Regions from separate parts of the Sus scrofa genome. Here region 2 is linked to region 1. Evidence: chromatin contacts called from public promoter capture Hi-C data. All regions are on one chromosome and are shown on one strand. The core of a region is the stretch at or near the end of the contact, and the rest is flanking DNA. Distances in the headings are between cores, read along the strand shown. Region 1 holds the start of LOC100155689 (putative olfactory receptor 10J6). Region 2 holds the start of CADM3 (cell adhesion molecule 3).

Region 1 (2,758 bases), core at 122-2,621:
CACAGGCGGTTTCCAGACTCAAGAAGGTGGGTGGATTTCTTTGGGTATGAGAAGGCGTCTGTCCCAAAGACAAGTCATCATTCTCTTGTTTATTCAAATAGTTCACACAATCATCAGCTTCTTAAGAAGTCAACTCCTCCATTTCTGGCTCCTTACACCTATTTTGTCTAATGAAAGGAAAAGGACAGGATGGAAAGTCTGGTTAAAAGATGTCATTAATTTTTTTTTTTTTTAGCTGCATAACTCCTTTTAACACAAAATAGATTTTTAGAGGCTTAGCCTACCTTACATCTTTTAATTTTTTTTTAAACACAGATTCTGTTTCTAGGCACAGATTTTGCTTATAAAGATTTAGATATTTTTAAGCACCCATGGATTTTGTCATCGTTTCTTCACTTTGCAAATGGTATTTCCTTTACACCCTCAAAATGTGTTTTTCCCCTTGATTTTCTTTTCCTTTTTCCTCTAGTAAGAATCTCAGCTTCATGACTAAAATTTTGATGCATGAGCACATTTCAGTACTCTTACTCCCCCACAGGGTTTTTGTCCTTCTGGAGTGTATAAATCATTTTGAAAGCTCCTTTCTGTTCTCTACTGCGCTTTTGAGATTATCTACTGACTTCCCCAGAAACACCCCTCGGGTTCAGCCACACAGAGCCCTGCTGCTACGGTGCCCAGCTGCAGTCACTTCTGGCTGGGCTGATTAAAAGAGCAACCAGCAGGGGGACAGGAGGTGGCCATCTGGTGCTAAAATCGTCCTTGAGTTCACTGACACCTGTTCTCACAGCTGAGCACTTGTCCCAGCCAATCTCCCCTGGTGGAAGCCACCCACCCATTCCACACACTTCTCTGGCACCACAGTGCTCTCTGAGACCTCTTTTCTCCCGCCACGGTGGCCATGGTGAACACTGGTGTCTGCTGCTACCTAATCTCTTCTGTGTGAGAATCCAAGACAACCCAGCAGGACTCCCATATGATTTACTCCCGCATCCCACACTTGCTCATCTCCTTCACTGGGGCCTCTCTCCTGCAGGGGCAGTAACAATCATGGGTTTCTCATTACAGGCCTCAACGGTAACAGTGTGGGGAGTTCCCATCATGGTGCAGCCGAAACGAATCCAACTAGGAACCATGAGGTTGCAGGTTCGATCCCTGGCCTCGCTCAGTGGGTTGAGGATCAGCGTTGCCATGAGCTGTGGTGTAGATCACAGATGCGGCTGGGATCTGACATTGCTCTGGCTGTGGTGTAGGCCAGCAGCTACAGCTTCGATTGGACCCCTAGCCTGGAAACCTCCATATGCCATGGGTGCGGCCCTAAAAGGACAAAAGACAAAAAAAAAAAAAAAAAAAAAAAGTAACAAATTGGGATTGCTCCTACACTTCAAAAAGAAGTTTAAAAGTGAGATAGGAGGCAATCGCCCTTCATCTGCAATTTTAGTCCTTAATGCTAAAATGTCCCTGGAGATGTGACAAGATGGTGCGAACTGCATCCTAGAACTGAAGACATGAAGAGTAAAGGTAGGGAGGAATAACTGGAAAAAATCCGGGTAAGCAGATGACACCTACCCTAGGAGGTAGAGCTAGTCACCAAAGTGTATGTTATGGAGGGTGAATCCCATTTACTGCAGGACTTTGTTTATTTTGGCTAAAGGGAATGCTGAGGTTTGGGCGGTACCAGAGTTCCTCAGGTAGGAGACATAATAGCTCCCCCAAGTGGTGGTGCTTCACCCTTCCCTCTCATACCGCACCCCTTTCCTCTAAATAAACACGAACATGGAAAGAACATTACTTGAACATTTGCGTTGAACATTTGCATTATGTCCTCCCACATGTCTTGATCTGGCCGCCTTTTTGCATTTTTTCCCCAAGTTCTAAGAATATTCTGCCTAAGATAGTCTTTCATTGTCTGTTCAATCTAATTCAAAAGTACACCACAGGCAATAAGCTTACTTCTTCCCCTCTTTCTCCTGGACTCATGTACCTGGACCACATTTCCTAGTCATCAGCCATCCTGTTTATAACTTTAAAATTTACTCAAATAAAGTAAATTCATATTTACCTGAAGCATACCTACAAGAAATCTGTGGCTGATTTGGGGTGAAGGCAGCACTTTTCAGGCCCTAAAAAAAATGAGGGTTTTTTTTCCTCCTCCTGACTCAATTCAGTAATATTCTTCTTCTTTCCTCTCCCAAATTACGTCCACAGTTTTCCTGGCTCAGTATCTTCTTAACCATTTTTTGTCATTCATTGCAATAGGCTCATCAGGAAAGGGAAACGCACATACAATCTCCTGTTCTCATTGATGACATGTTAAAGTTTTTTGTTTGTTTGTTTCCTCCCTATAACCTTGCTTTCCAGCCCAAGACTCTACTGAAACTGGCCAGTATGTCATCAGTGACCTCCTCCTCACTCAATCTAACTTCTGTTCTCATTGGTCCTTCTCCTTGACTTTCCAAACTATTTAAGAGCTATACTTCTGCACTCAAAAGTTAAATAATTTAAAATAAGGACCGCGATCCTAACTGTAAATACAGCAGTGTGTAAAAAGTCAAAGTTACCTAGAATCTCACCCCCACCCCAACATAATGGTTCACCCACAATAATACCAGATGTATATACTTTCAGACTTTTTGCATATATAAATATTTATAGGCTTATTCACACACATATTTAACCATATGACAGCACACCATATTATTGTTCTTAAAATAGTTTTGTTATTCTTATTTAATGTATTCCACACCGCTGTCTATGGCAA
Region 2 (2,758 bases), core at 128-2,627, 360 kb before region 1:
GGGGCAGCAGGTTAATGATCCAGAGTTGCCACTGTTCTGCATGCGAAAGGTGTGGCCAAAAAAAAATTTCTATTGTTCCACGTCCTGGCTAACACTTGTGTTTTCTAGTATTACCTGCCAAAATAACCTTAGGTAGATTAGTTAATACACTTACAATCTCAGCTGCACCTGTGTAATAAGGGGTTGGGTCAAATATTTTCCAAGAATCCTTATATATGTAAAATTATCTGATTCAGAGATTGTAAAATTTAGGAATGTATGCCCCAAAGTTAAGTTTGAGCAAAACTGACTCGGAAGGGTCTCTCTCTGGGATGTACCAAGACTCTCCCAGAGATCCTCAGTCACAGAAAACAAAAACAAACAAACAAAAAAATACTAGCAAACCCCAGGGGTTTGGAACTCTTGAGCCAAGAGCAAGTAGAGTCATCCAGCCTCTCTCATCCATCTTATATCTGGCCTCAGGCACTGAGAACTGCATTAACCACAGATGCAGGGGTCCTTAAAGGGGGCAGCTTCCTGAAGATCTGTAGATTCATCCCGGAAGATTACTCACTAAAACTTGAGAGGGAAGGACAAGATTCTCTGAAGTATTAAGAAAGAAGAAAAATATTGAGGGTAAGGGCCGGCAGTAAAGTGGGGGAACAGGAAGGATTAAGGGGGCAAACAACTGAGTGGTTTTGTAGGCTGCTTGGTTGGGCAGTCTGAAGAGAAATCACTGTGTTTGGGGCCGGGGGTGGGGTGCGGTGGGGGGGAAGAGTAGGAGAGTCAGTCTTCGAGGAGGGACTGAAGGAAGCGTGGATCCCAAGGCCTAGGGGTTTGCTGGAAGACGCCTTTCAAAGGATATTGCCTGGGGCCACAAATTGTTGCTGGACGTATAACTTGGGGCTCTTGGGCCAGAGGAACTAGGGATGTTAGCTCTTCAGAGAATGAGCAAGGCAACTGGTCAACCACTGCTGAGATGTCCCTGAGCACACTGTTGACAGGGGGACCCCAGGGCTCCTGGGGATCCCCAGTTGCCAAAGGAGGGAGGGCGGGGCTGGAGGATCTCGGGCTAGTGGGCACGCCCTTGCCCAGGCCTGCAGTGGCCGCTCCCGCCAGCTGGCCCAGGGCCCTGTCCGACTCCCCTCCCTCCACCCCGAGCCTAAGAGGGGTGGGCGCCGGGTCCCACTGCTGAGCCAGCTCGCTCCCTCTGCTCCACACCCGAACCCGGCTGGTGGAGCTCCCGGGGGAGAAGGTGGAAGGCACCACGACGGCGCGGAGGGGGTGCTGGAGGCGGGGGGAGTGGGGAATGCGGCAGGCTGTCCCCCCCGCGACCAGCCCAGCCCCCCGTCACCCCCCCTCCACCTCCAACAGAATGGTTTGCTCCGAGCGCCCTATTTAATCCCCGCGACTGCAGCAGCGCCGGCTCCCTCCCGGTCCCCGCCTCGGCCCCGGGCTCCGAAGCGGCTCGGGGGCGCCCTTTCGGTCAGTGTCGTCGTCTACCCCCCCACCCCAGCCCCAGCCCCTGGGGACCCAGGCTCGCCAGCGCCCAGCCAGGGAGCCGGCCGGGAAGCGCGATGGGGGCCCCTTCAGCCCTGCCCCTGCTCCTGCTTTTCGCCTGCTGCTGGGCGCCCGGCGGGGCCAACCTCTCCCAGGACGGTGAGTGAGGGAGGGGGCGGCGCCAGGGGAGGTGGGGAGGGGCCGGGGCGGGGGTTCGGACCGGCAGCGTGGGCGGAGGGAGCCTGTTGGCTTTGTTTGGAACCGGGGGTTAAAGTCGCCAGTCGCTGTTAATACCCCTGTGTCTGTCTCTGAGCATCCGTGTCTCTGTGGACCGTGGGGTGTGCCGGGTAGGCACCCTCCTTGCACACCGTCGAGTGTGTCTGCGTGTGCACCTGGGGTCTGGGGCTGTTATAAGCAGCCAGAGGTCTAGATGTGTTGAGGTCCGTGTGTGTGTCTGGGTGTGCGCGTCTGTGTTGGTGTCTGGTTCTGCGTTTCTGTGTCAGTATCTGTGTGTATGTCTGTGTCAGTGTGTGTTGGGGGCGGAGTGAGATTTGTCGCTGTTTCAGTCAGGGCGTGTGTCGGGTGTTTGTGTATGTATGTCTGGAGGGGTTGGGTAGCCAGTGCAATCCCCCAAACTGCTGTATGCAAACATTTCTGCTCCCCCGCCCCCCTTCACCCGCGGCGCAGCTTGGAGTGGGCAGGGAAGGGGGCCTGGGTGAGGCTGTTGAGGGGGGCGTGGGCAAGGAACAGGGAGGGGGGTGCTTCTCCTTGGAGCAAAACAACAACACTGGGCGGAGAGGGCCCGGGATGGCAATATCCCTGGCGGCGGCAGAAGCTGGGAAAAGAAGCCCAGACAAGAGCGGAGGAGGCGGGGGGAGGCAGTGGGGGAAGGTTGGGCAAAAGGAAGGATGAAGATATTTGGGGAGGAGGATGCAGAGAAAGCCCAAAGCTTTCCTGGACCAAGATTGATTCTCCAAATTTGGGGTGGGGTGGCTTGCTTAGCCCCTCTTGCTTCAGTCTGAAACTCAAATCTTCTTGGGTTTGTAACAGTAGGGAGATGAAGGGGGGGAGGAGGCGGGGCCAGGGGTGAGGGGACTTGGGGAAGAGCCCCTCCCGCCCTGGCCCTGGCTATGTAGGTCAGCGCTGTGGGGGCACCTCAGCTTTCTTAAAGGCTACTGACAGTTAACAGGGTGGCAGGGGGCAGTTTGTAGGGAGACCGGAAGGGAGCCACAGCTCAGAGCCTCAGGTCCCTGAAGGAGAGAGGGCAGGCTGTGAAGGG

Evidence for each region. Promoter capture Hi-C pulls out the DNA fragments that hold promoters and counts their contacts.
Region 2: a promoter capture Hi-C map of fetal liver shows a contact between it and region 1, with 2.3 times the contacts expected there. The contact joins the promoter of CADM3 here to the promoter of LOC100155689 in region 1. A contact is called at or near these places in 1 of 5 promoter capture datasets (fetal liver) and 2 of 47 Hi-C or Micro-C datasets (embryonic fibroblasts and liver).

The regions. Positions count from the first base shown.
Region 1 is chr4:90,895,229-90,897,986 of Sscrofa11.1, reverse strand. LOC100155689 (putative olfactory receptor 10J6) reads left to right here and starts at 1,371. Exons shown (of 1, transcript XM_021089594.1): 1 at 1,371-2,758. The region is part of intron 1 of LOC100520241 (olfactory receptor 10J1-like); the gene reads right to left.
Region 2 is chr4:91,258,744-91,261,501 of Sscrofa11.1, reverse strand. It overlaps CADM3 (cell adhesion molecule 3), which reads left to right and starts at 1,377. Exons shown (of 9, transcript XM_003481427.4): 1 at 1,377-1,638. The coding sequence starts at 1,557.